Linked DNA regions of Triticum aestivum: region 2 is linked to region 1. The links are chromatin contacts, called in public Hi-C maps. All regions are on one chromosome and are shown on one strand. The core of a region is the stretch at or near the end of the contact, and the rest is flanking DNA. Distances in the headings are between cores, read along the strand shown. Region 1 holds the start of LOC123188025 (SNF1-related protein kinase regulatory subunit gamma-1-like). Region 2 holds the start of LOC123188027.

The links. Hi-C and Micro-C count contacts between places; a contact is called where the count stands out from the background.
Region 2: a Hi-C map of leaf shows a contact between it and region 1, with 4 times the contacts expected there. The contact joins the promoter of LOC123188027 here to the promoter of LOC123188025 in region 1. A contact is called at or near these places in 2 of 5 Hi-C or Micro-C datasets (leaf and an unstated tissue).

The regions. Positions count from the first base shown.
Region 1 is chr2A:140,706,858-140,712,684 of IWGSC CS RefSeq v2.1, forward strand. It overlaps LOC123188025 (SNF1-related protein kinase regulatory subunit gamma-1-like), which reads right to left and starts at 3,840. Exons shown (of 6, transcript XM_044600055.1): 1 at 3,559-3,840; 2 at 2,934-3,095; 3 at 2,377-2,819; 4 at 1,416-1,682; 5 at 1,062-1,234; 6 at 300-960. The coding sequence starts at 3,093. The coding sequence ends at 642.
Region 2 is chr2A:141,186,528-141,192,217 of IWGSC CS RefSeq v2.1, forward strand. It overlaps LOC123188027, which reads right to left and starts at 2,539. Exons shown (of 11, transcript XM_044600057.1): 1 at 2,234-2,539; 2 at 2,033-2,130; 3 at 1,777-1,874; 4 at 1,622-1,671; 5 at 1,178-1,273; 6 at 892-981; 7 at 521-610. The coding sequence starts at 2,446.

The DNA.
Region 1 (5,827 bases), core at 2,590-5,089:
ACGCTGGTGTTCAGCGCAGTGGGCAAAGGGCACTGTTGGTGGAACTTTTTCTATGTATATTAGTGTTTAGTTACTTTTGGATCTAGACTCCATGTCATGTAAGAAAATGTTGTTGGCCATGAATTCTTCTGTACCTAACTTAGTAGTCTGATCCATTATTTGTCGCTCAATTAGTACAATCTTGTGCTATAGTCGCACTAAGTGAGCAACAAATAACATTGATCCAAGGGAGTAAGTAGCAAAAACATTATATTGCTAGCTCAAGGATAAAACAGAAAACCTGCGCACGCCTGCAAGGCTTAAACAACTGCCATACATCAGACTACTCGATTGATCGAGGAGGATACAGAGGTACACATGACGACTGAGATTGGGTAATCATTGGTTCGTTAACCCTTTTACACATCACAGAATCGCCACTGCAGTGTTTGCATCAGGAAACAGGTGCGGATCAGCCAACTCAGCAACGCACAGTTGACACCAACAGAGGCACTGAAATGTGTTGTCACCCCACACAGAATTTACTGTATCAACACCACAACATGAACGAATCAGCCCAACTACAAGACTTGCTCACTAACCCTGTCTGTTATTTCCACCGTCTTGCTCTCCCGAGAGCTCAGCTGTTCTCAACGGAGGGCTCAGCTGTTCTCAACGGAGGAATCGGCATCGCCCTTGTCCTCGAGCTTCTCCATCGCTGAAGCAAGATAACTGTCGCAGAAGCCAGGGGGCTCGTGGATGAAGCAAGAGATCACATCTCGCAGTGTCACAACACCGACCACCTCAAAGTCGCCATCCACCACGTATATCCGGTGGGTTATCCTCGACCCGATGCTGTCGATCACGCTGCCCATGGAAGCATCAGGTGCACAGGTGAGTGGCGGCTTCACCAGCCCATTGTCCCCCGAGTCAGGAAGAGTGGAACCTAGAGCCTTCATGAAATCCAACACGGTAAGGTGCCTGGATGGATCAAAAGTATCATTAGACACGTGAAGAGACATATTTGAAAGAAAAAGAAAAAGACACAGGGGAATAAATCATTGGGTTGAGTCGCTTCGTGCCTGAAATCAGAAAATAAGTCAGGCCTAAGCAACAGGAAGCGAATGTCCCTTATGCTCACACTACCAACAAGTTTCCTTCGGGGACCTTCTACTACGGGTACACCGCCAATTTTGTTATCCTTCATGCACTTGAAAGCTTCTAAGATTAGATCATCACTGTTAACCGTAATAACCTGAAGATAACACAATATCGTAAATTTCTCATTAAACAGTTCTTATAACAGAGTCAAAGCCTATTCAAAGGTCCTGCTTCAGATTTTGCAGCCTGCAGTGATCGGGATAGCACAGAGGATTAAATCTTACACTACCAAGACAAGAGTTTAACTAAAGAGGCAGCGAAGTGAGACAAATAACCTCATCAAGAGACATGAATGGAAGCCCCAAGTCTGAAAGAGGAAGTGCCGAAATATAGTCGAACCAATCCCTTCCTTTACACTGCTGAAGTCCTTTAACAACACCAGTCTGAGTAATGAAGTTCTTAATAACTGGCTTATCAGGTTCGATCACAGGCACATTCCTCAACCTGTACTTGGAGAGCAACAGTAGTACGGCAAGCATTGAACTGTCAAGTGTAACAGGCACAAAAGGAGACCATGGGTAGGACTCAACAATTGACCGAACCTACAAGAAAAGGAGAAAGGATACAAAGTTAACAGGGTCTACAAGAGAAGATATTCATGCAATGCGAAATTAAAGGGTCGGAACAAATGACCAAATAAACCTTAGCAACAAATTTTAGTGCAGCTGAAATACCACAAAGCCAAGCAAGACTGTATGAATTATGTCAGGTTGGATGGCATAACCGTCATGTACAAAACGAGACAAGACAATTAACAAAAAAACAGCCGTGAAAACGGCGCCAGCCCACCAGTTCAAACAATCCCACGGTGACTAAAAAACCACATTTAAATAATTCACATAAATTAGTTCATATACTTATATGAACGTACTATATGCACAAATATATCAGTTAGTTCTCAACCACAAAGAATCCCAACCCGATTGATGTCAGGGCCATAGCACACAGATCTGTGGAATGTGAGGAGGCCCCCAATCACAAACTGACACTAGAAAAAACAAGTTCTTTCTCAATCAGTCTTTAAATTAGAAACCGGACTAAGGTCACGGTCTTTTTGGTCAGAATGCCAGTCCCATCTGGTTTTGAATACTGGGTTTTAACTTAAGTGTATCTGAACTTTGTTTTAGCAAAACAACAAAACATTAAGTCGATTACGTTGCTCTTGGTGCATGGATTCAATGCTTGATCAACATAACAAAAAAAAAAAAAAGCTTCAAGATAGAGCAATTGTCATACTGTAGTCGATTTGAAAGGTTCTTGCTGAAGCAGAACTTTGTAGAAATCTTCCCCTAAATGATCAGCAGCAGTAACTCCATCCTTCGCAACACCCTTTTCAGCAGTTAACCCGCCAGCAACAGCAGCCCCTACTGCAGCAGCAGTCAATCCAGCGACAGCTGCCGGGCCGGTTACACCTAATGCTGCCACGCCCACTGCACCAACAGCACCCATTCCAACTCCTGCAGCAGTTGCTGATCCAGCTGACAGAGCTACGGCCGCGAGATCAGCATTATCTAGTACCCAAAGGATGATGGCTGAGTACTCGATGATGCCAAGATACCTCCCTTGCCAATCAGCTGGAGCCCCAGGTTCAGGGTTAAGCACTGGCGCTGCCCTTATGTTGTGCTCAGATAAAATTCTAACAGCATCAAGAACGGAAGTTTCTCCAGGAATTTCGGTCACTACAGCAGAGAGAGAATATCGGTCGTTACAAACACTACAACATATATGTGACAAAAAAATATAAGGCAGAAAGAATATGCAGATTGAGTCGTTTCTTTTGCAGAAGTGCATACCTCGGCCACTAGGAACATCAGGAAACGATGCGACTGGGATCTGAGCAAAGGCGGCGGTCAGGGATTCCTGCAAAGCTAGAGGGAGCTTCTTCTTGGACTGGATAGTGTCAAAGTAGGCATCACAGCTGGGGAATTTCGCGTTCTCCTCAGGTCGAGCCATTTCTACAGTAAATTCATGAAGAATTTATCAAACAGGAAAAATCTATCCACAAATCATCACTGAATAAGGAAGTGCATTACAGACAGTGGCTGCAGAGCATCTAGAAGAAGTTCTGTGGCAAATAATCATGCTCGAACATAAGTATATATTGGTAATTCAAACTGCAAGAACTACGACCATGGGCTTGAATCAAAAGAAACTCTTCGTGTTGGGTGTTTCGTCGGGCGAAACCCCTTAATTTGCATTACAACAAACAAACAGCTCATAAGGCATATGCATATACTGGTTGCAAGTAGCTTCAACTAATCAGCCGAGCAAAATCAGAGCCTCTCGGTCTCAAGGCAGAGGCAGCAGAAGGAAATCCACTAAATTTGCAACCTAGCGCATCAAAATCAAAACTCACACAGCAGCAGCATGGATGGACGAACGAATTTAACGAAAAAGAGCAGGGAGTTTGTTTATCACCTTGGCTGCGACTTGCGGGAGCGCTGGGCAGGAGAAGCAGGCAGCCTCCGGGTGCAGGGCTGCGGCGGGGGAGCAAGCGGCAGAGGCGGAATGGATCGGAGGCGCTGGTTTCCGAGGATCTATGGTCTGCTTTTCTTTTTCTTTTTTGAAACAATGGTCTGCTTTTCTTGGCTCCCAATCCAGGGGGCGGGCGGTGGAGGAGTCGAATACGGCGAGAGATGGTGCGGTGCTCGCTTGCCAAGGGCACACTGGCACGTGTACACGGCACGGGGCCACGTCGCCACACCCCAGGGACGCCGCCTGCCTGCTGCCCTCCGAGGCTGTGCTGCCTGTTACTGTTACAGTATCAAAGCACGGATCATGTAAATGGAGTAATAATCATTAGTTTAGGCTGCACCGTTTTTTGCCCTTTGCATATTTGTTCTAGTTGGACCCGGCTGAGTATGTGCAAGCAAAAAGTCAACATCTGCATGTTTATCGGTTGTCTGCATTGCATCAAGGCCCAGCGGGATGCATGTTGTTCGGTTGCGTATGTTTGTGTTTTGGGTGTAAGCAGATGCAAAAAACAGTTGTTTGCTTGTGTGCAAATTTTTGATCTGCTCATCCCTTTCAAATGTGATGGACTTACCAGAGTATTTAATCAAAAACTACCACATTTCACGGGAACGTGTCGAAAAACTACAATTTTATGATTTTGTGCGGAAAACTATCACTTTTTTCCTAATCCGAGGCAAAAAGAACTACCAAGTCGCGAAACTGCCCGCTTCGCCCGTGTTAAGCACCGAACTGACCGGCCGGGCCCACGAATCAGGTGTCACCGTAGCCAACCGACGCCCTCCGCGCATTAACGGCGCATTTGCGGTCGGAACCGCGGATGTCGGTTGGATGCGGTCAAGATCCGAGCCAATCCCCTCTCGCTTCACTCTCTCCCTCCTCTCCCTCTCTCTGACCTAGGTGGCAGCCGCTGATGAAGCTACATACCTAGGGTAGGGTCATAGACCTGACCTAGACATCCTCCCCTAGGACAGCACCCTAAAGCCAGGATCATCCAAAGGGTACCATCATCCACTCGACCGAAAACGTTCCACTCGGAAGAATCGATGTCACTCGACCGTCGCAGAAGTCACTCGACGGGCAGAAGAGCTAAAGCCACTCTGTATATGCAACGGTCGAGCATTTACTCATAGGCTTAATTGGCATTCACAGTAGTTTAATGTGGGCGTTACCAGTAACGTTCTCTCTTCAATGTACCTTAAACCCTCTGTGTCGTGGGCTGGCTGGGGTCCTGGCGCACTCTATATAAGCCACCCCCCTCCACAGGCACGGGGGTTCGCATCCCCTGTAACACACAAGCATATAATCCAGTCGACCGCCTCCAGGCTCCGAGACGTAGGGCTGTTACTTCCTCTGAGAAGGGCCTGAACTCGTAAAACTCGCGTGTACAACTCCTCCATAGCTAGGATCTTGCCTCTACATCCCTACCCCCATTCTACTGTCAGACTTAGAACCACGACAGTTGGCGCCCACCGTGGGGCGGATGTCTTAGCGACTTGTTGGAGAAGTTGCGATTTTCCCGATCCCCATCAACATGGTTTCAGGAGGAGGTTTGGCCGAGGGCCGCGAGATCCGTCTCGGCGCGGTCGTGTTCATCGCCGACGACTCCGCTTGGCTCCAGGAAGCGCCACTTGACGTCGAGGTGCTCCCCGTCCGCGGGGCAATGCACTTTCACACGTGCATCCGTGGCGTCCTCATGCGGCAGCCGTCGACTCAGTATCGGTCGGCTCCTGTGCTGACTTCCCTCCCTGCAGCCCGCCGGAGCAAACGTTCCGGTCGATCGAGGCTTCAGCGGTGGGTGAGGCATGCGGTGGCTCTCCAGTCGGCCACCCCCCAAGTCGCGGCAATCGAGCCCGACGAAACTCTCTACGGCCTGTTCGACCTGTCGACTGGCTCCGCAGAGACTGCATCCGAGTGCGACAGCAGCGACCCCGCGGCAGAAGTTTTGATGGTCAATGGACCACGCAGTCCTCCTGGCTTCACCCGTGAAGACGGAGGCTGTCGGTGTCAAAACCGGCGGATCTCGGGTAGAGGGTCCCGAACTGTGCGTCTAAGACGGATGGTAACAGGAGGCAGGGGACACGATGTTTTACCCAGGTTCGGGCCCTCTTGATGGAGGTAAAACCCTACGTCCTGCTTGATTATTCTTGATAATATGAGTAGTACAAGAGTTGATCTACCACGAGATCGAAGAGGCTAAACCCTATAAGCTAGT
Region 2 (5,690 bases), core at 1,289-3,788, 480 kb after region 1:
AACGAATAATAAATTAATAAAAGAAAAAACACATGACTTGAAACCCAAAAATAAAGAGGAAACTAAATGGTTCCAATTGCGCGTGGTGATACCTGCACACTGTTAAAAACAGGATATCAGGTATACCTAAGCAGAATTCGACTGGCAAGAAATATATGATTGGGATGCAAAGTAACCTCTGTAACTAAATATAAGACGTTTTTGCAGTTCAATTACAATACTGCAGCATGAAGCAAAAAAAGGTTTGTATGTTTTTGACACATCAAATGCAGCATGACTGTTAACTTGTTAAGTACTTGCACATTGGGCATTTTTTTGGCATTTTTTGTCTTTTAGCTTACTAATACACAACAACACGCATTTACATGTGTGTTCAAGAAAAAAAGTTTCTTGAAGAATGTTAAGAGGAAACCACATACTAGAAAGGTATGAGTACGCCTCATAAAGTGGAGTTAACTGATAGACCAACAACCAGAATATGATAGTTGTTCCATTCAGTAAGGAATGTACAGATACTTACCTGCACCCAATCAAAGAATCCATCTGGAATTTTATAAAATGCCAAGCGTGTAGCGAATAGTCGTAGAGGAAGACTCTTTAGTACAAAAACCTGGGGAGCAAAAAATTACACTGTATTCCATCCAAAACATATGAACATACCACTGGATCGGTTTGACACAAACAAAAGATAATAATACAATATGAGCATTCTTTAGGACAAGCATAATCATCATAAAGTAAAATAAATATGCATACAGTAAGCATGGGCATCAGGAGTTCAGGACACAAAAACTAAACAGTAACAGGAATAGATATCAACAGAAACAGAATGATTCGACACTGAAATAAAGCTACATTGAAGCAAAGCATGCAGCTCAGAAAAACACTCACCCCAGCATATGGAACAAATTTAGGCATTCTGGTCATATCTTTTGTGCCCTCAGCATATACACTTGCACCGATGAAGATTAATTTTGATACCTGCGATGAAGATGAAGTTGGCTTCTTGTAACAAAGCTTGCGGATTTGTCCAGTTACAGAAAAGTACATACAATTCGCATCAGTGACAGCATTAAAAATATATATCTTTAGTTTTTGGTACTACTCCTACATGCTAGAGCTAGAGACTGCTAGGTAAGAAATGAAGAGGACACAGTATTTCTTAAAATGCTGGTACCGCTTCCGGATAGTTGACTGCGAAATCAATGGCAACAGCAGCACCCAGGCTAGGCCCAACCAGTACCATAGGCCTTTTGATGTAGGACCTCCAGAACTACACAAAGAGGTTGTCAAGATGTAAGGATATTACCACTGTAATCATAAAAACAGTTTTACTACAAAATCATAAAAACTGGTCTTAGAAGACTGTACATATTTAAACAAAGAAAGGCAGACTGAAAACTTGCTTAAAAAAAGCGCAGTAATACATAATCCAGAAACCCAGTCCTTATTTTGGGATAGAAGCTAGTTTTTGTGCAGCTCTGAGCAAGGCTGAAACTTCAGTCACTTATCAAACCCATTCTGAATTAAACAGGGAATCTGCTGGCTAGGAAGTAGGAACTGAACTCATCACATGGAAATTATCTACATGTACACCAGCAGTGGTAGTTAACTTGTATACCTGATAAAGATGCTCGCGCTTAGACACAATATCACACGGTGGCCTTGTTTCTACGGTCCAATCGATCAATATATTAGAAGTGGTCACAATTTGCAGCAGTGGCAAGCACAATTACTGAACCAGTTCCAATGGCATGGAGCGGAGTAGGGGCATACCTAAATTAGAGAAGCCCCATCCAAGAATGTCCACAGCCCAAGTCTCCAGCCCAGCATCCTCCAGCAAAGGGTAGGTGTACCTCCACTCTAAACAAGAACTGCATCCAATACTTTTAGAGTGTCCATACTGCTAAATGCATGGTAAAAGTAGAAGACGACTCTTGTGGCAGCACCCCCATTAACACCGGAATTAGACACTGCAGGTCGAATGGTAAGATGGGCAGCGCCACAGAATTTGGTGTTGCATTGCACGCACCTGTCGAAGCCGTGGAGCAGCACGACCGGATCGGCGCTCTGCTGCTGCTTGAGTGGCCTCACGCAGCTGCTCGGTATCGGGCTCTTGGAGAAGCCGGTCTGGAGTGGGGATCAGTTCAGCAAAAATTCAGCACGGGTGTTACTGCGGCAGATTATTAACATAAGAGCAAAATTACGGCAGTTTGTGGAGAAGCTAGCTCGCCTGGACGGGCACGCGCTCGATTCGCTTGGCGAGGCGGAGGGCGGCGCCGTCGCGGATGCGCTCGACCGCCCTGGGCAGGAACGACGGGAAGTCGTTGCCGGCGGCGGGGGCGGTGGCGCCGACGTCGGCGGAGGCCGCGACCCTGAACCGGGCCCTCCGCGGCGCCGGGGGCGGCAGCGCCGGCGAGGAGGAGAGGGTGAGCAGCGGCGGCATTGGTGGAGTTAGCCGGTTGCCCCGCGCGCTCGTTCTCCGGGTTGAGCTGAGCGGATGTTATGGGGCGCCAAGGGGGCGGTGGGCAGCGGCCTCATGGTGGCCCCCGCCTGGCAGCCTGTGCTGCTGCCGCTACGTCGACGCGCGTCGTGGGCGTGCACAAAAACGGTGGCGCGCAATGGGCCGTCCACCGGCGATCGCGTCCAAGCTTTGCTTCGGCGGAGCAATCAGCCTTGGGCCGTTAACCGTTCTCGGCAAACTCCAAGTGCCGACACGTCGATTCCTGAGCTGAGCTGGGTCCTTCACGGGTGTGACGCGCCGACGAACCCTGTAGCACCGTCGCGACGCGTCTCCAGGCTATGGGCGCGGAAAGTGCCACGCTGCGTGGCGCACAAACATGCACGCATCACGTGGCGGCCGGCGACCACGGCGACCGACGTCCATGTCTGTGGAGTGCAATTTTTTTATTAAATTAATTTACGAATAAATCATTAACAGAAATAAACACGTGCTGATATTGGATCACTAAAGCACATAGTACTACGTTAACAACAGATACATCTACATGTAACATTAGCATGGCTAAAATAGAAATCAATAGAAGCGGGATAAATGAATTATACCCTTCAATCGGCCAAGGAAAGGCCACAGTGGCGGCGGTAGTAGCAGCGGGGGCACCAGCAACCTTCTTCTTGGTTTCAAGCTTCTCAGCGACAGCACTGTCGGCTTCGGTGGACATGATAACGATGAAAACGACGCAAGCATAGATGATGCAACAGATGTGGACGAACGACGGCGAGCAGTCGCATAGGGGACGCTCTCGCAAACCTAATTGCCTCTCTTCTGTACAGGATCTGAAGAGGCGGGGTTTCAAAGGCCTGCTCTTCCATCAAGCGTGTACGCGGTGGATGAGATGAGATCACCAACGGCAGCAGCAGAAAAGAAACGACAGAGGACATGGAGGCAGATGTGATCAATTTTGTGTGACGGCTAGAGTTGGCAGACGCCTCACATATATAGACGCAGCGGTCAAAGACTCTTCGTCATGTACGGTAAATTTAAGCACATAGGTATGAACTTGGTTCGGCTTATTCCCGCGGCGGGACGGGCGGCAGAGGAGGAGCACGTGTGAATCACTTCTCTTTTCAAGTTTTAATAGCATGTGAAAAAAAAATCTTATAAGTAGGTTCAACTCTTCTCCAACTAGCGGTATAAGACTAAACTTCTCACTACATATAGTATCATATAAGCCATATGGGTCCTTAATTTTTTTTCTTTTTTTCGGAAGCCTTTAGAATTTTTTCGAAATTGTTAGATACGCCCTAGGCCCACACTAATATTTCAACGGAGCGTGGGCTACAGTCGCCTGGGCGCGGCCGTCGCGACGTGAGCCCCGGCATCTATGGGCGGTGCGGCCGTCGCGACGTGATCGAGCCCCGGGGTCTCTGGGCGGCGAGTAGCAAACCCGGCACTGTTTCAACCAATGGGACTGCTCGACCTACCAGCATCATTACCGCGAGCAGGCATGCACACGCGCCGAAGAAATACTCCCTCCATCCTAAATTACGTGTCGTAAAAATGGTAGAAATTGATGTATCTACTAACTAAAAATACATCTAAATACATCTGATTCGAACGGAGAGTACTATCGTGAACATGGCCGACGATGCGTACATCCGCGTCTTGGCTTTCAGGACAAGTAATTGGAACGGAGGAGAGTACTATCCTGAACATGGCCGACGCCCGACGATGCGTACATCCGCGTCTTGGCTTCCCACACGTTTGGACTGAGTGATTTGTCGTGGAGCACTGGAACATGGAAAGGAGCCGTATGTTCTTTCTCCACCGTAAACTCAGTGGATGTTTAACGGCAACGCCCGGGTATGTAACGTGGCCGCGTGCGGTACACCGGTGACTGATCAAGTGCGCGCGCTGTGGTATAGCGGCCGGCGCCCTCCACGGCCAAAGTTGCCGGCGCTCTCCACGGCCAAAGTTGCCGGCGCTGGGTGTCGCGCTTCGCATCGGACGGGTGGCCGCGTCACCAAGCTATTTTTTGCTGCCGGCGTCAAAAAATGGTTCAGTCGTGCTTTCAGGAGTTTGTTTTTCGTCAATTTAGGTCGAAATTGACGCCAGCGAACCCAGGTTGAACCCGGCGCACTGGGGACACCGGGAAAAGCGGTTTTAACACGAACGGGAATGGGCCCGCCGAGTCGGTGACACGCCGCTTCGTCGTTCTCATCGCCTCGGTTCCCGCGGGAATCAATACCGCGCCGGTGAGCCTCCATTGATGCCTCACGGGCGGCGCCGCGACGCGTGTCCAGGCCCGCTCCCGCCACGCGTCGCCCGACATGCAGGTTCTCACCGCCCCGCTTCGGCTATAAAAGCCGACCTCCCCGCCGGTGAACACCACAGTCGCCACAACTTGCCTTCTCTCACATCGTCTCCCCACAGAAGCCAACTCTCCCCCTCTTCCCCCGCCAACGAGCAATGGCTGAGCGGTACCTCGGCGACTCCGTGGCGGCGAACGGCTTCGGCCGACGCCATCTCCAAGAGGATGAGGCGCGCCTCCTTTACGAGACCGACTATCTGGCGCCCCCAGACATGCTGGTGTCGGGCTCGTGGAAGTTGAGCGCCGCCGGCGTCCCGGTACCACCGGTGCTCACCGGGGATGAACGGCGGGCCAAGATCGCCTGCATCCGCTCGTCGCTGTCGGAGGTACGCCGCCGACAGCCACACGCTATGGACGATGTACTTCGAGCGCCGCCATGAAGACCAGATTGCCTCCGCCAACGGCATCATATCCCCCGCGGCCGCCTCAACGCCGACGGGCGGCGCAAGTGGTGGGGCGTGCCTGGCCGCACCCTCGAGGCCCTCCTCGACCACATCGAGACCGGCAACACGCTGCACCTCGAGTACCCGCTGCACCCATCATTCTCTCGCCGCCGTGGTAGCTCCTAGACGCCGTGGCGAATGGAGGCAGGGACCTCCTGATCGTCGAGCTCCGGCTCGCCGGCGCTCCGCCCCGTCAATCCGGAGACGCCGCTTGGGCGCCACACCCGTAGCGGCGCCCTCGTCATCAACGAGGGCGACTGATAATCCCCAAGTGTAGGGAATCATCGTAGCAATTCCTAATGGTGGAAGTGATAAGTATGAAGTGTCGAACCCACAAGGAGCTAAAGGTAAGATCAATATTCTCTCAAGCCCTATCTGCCATTGATACGACTCTACGTACACCGAACGTTTGCTT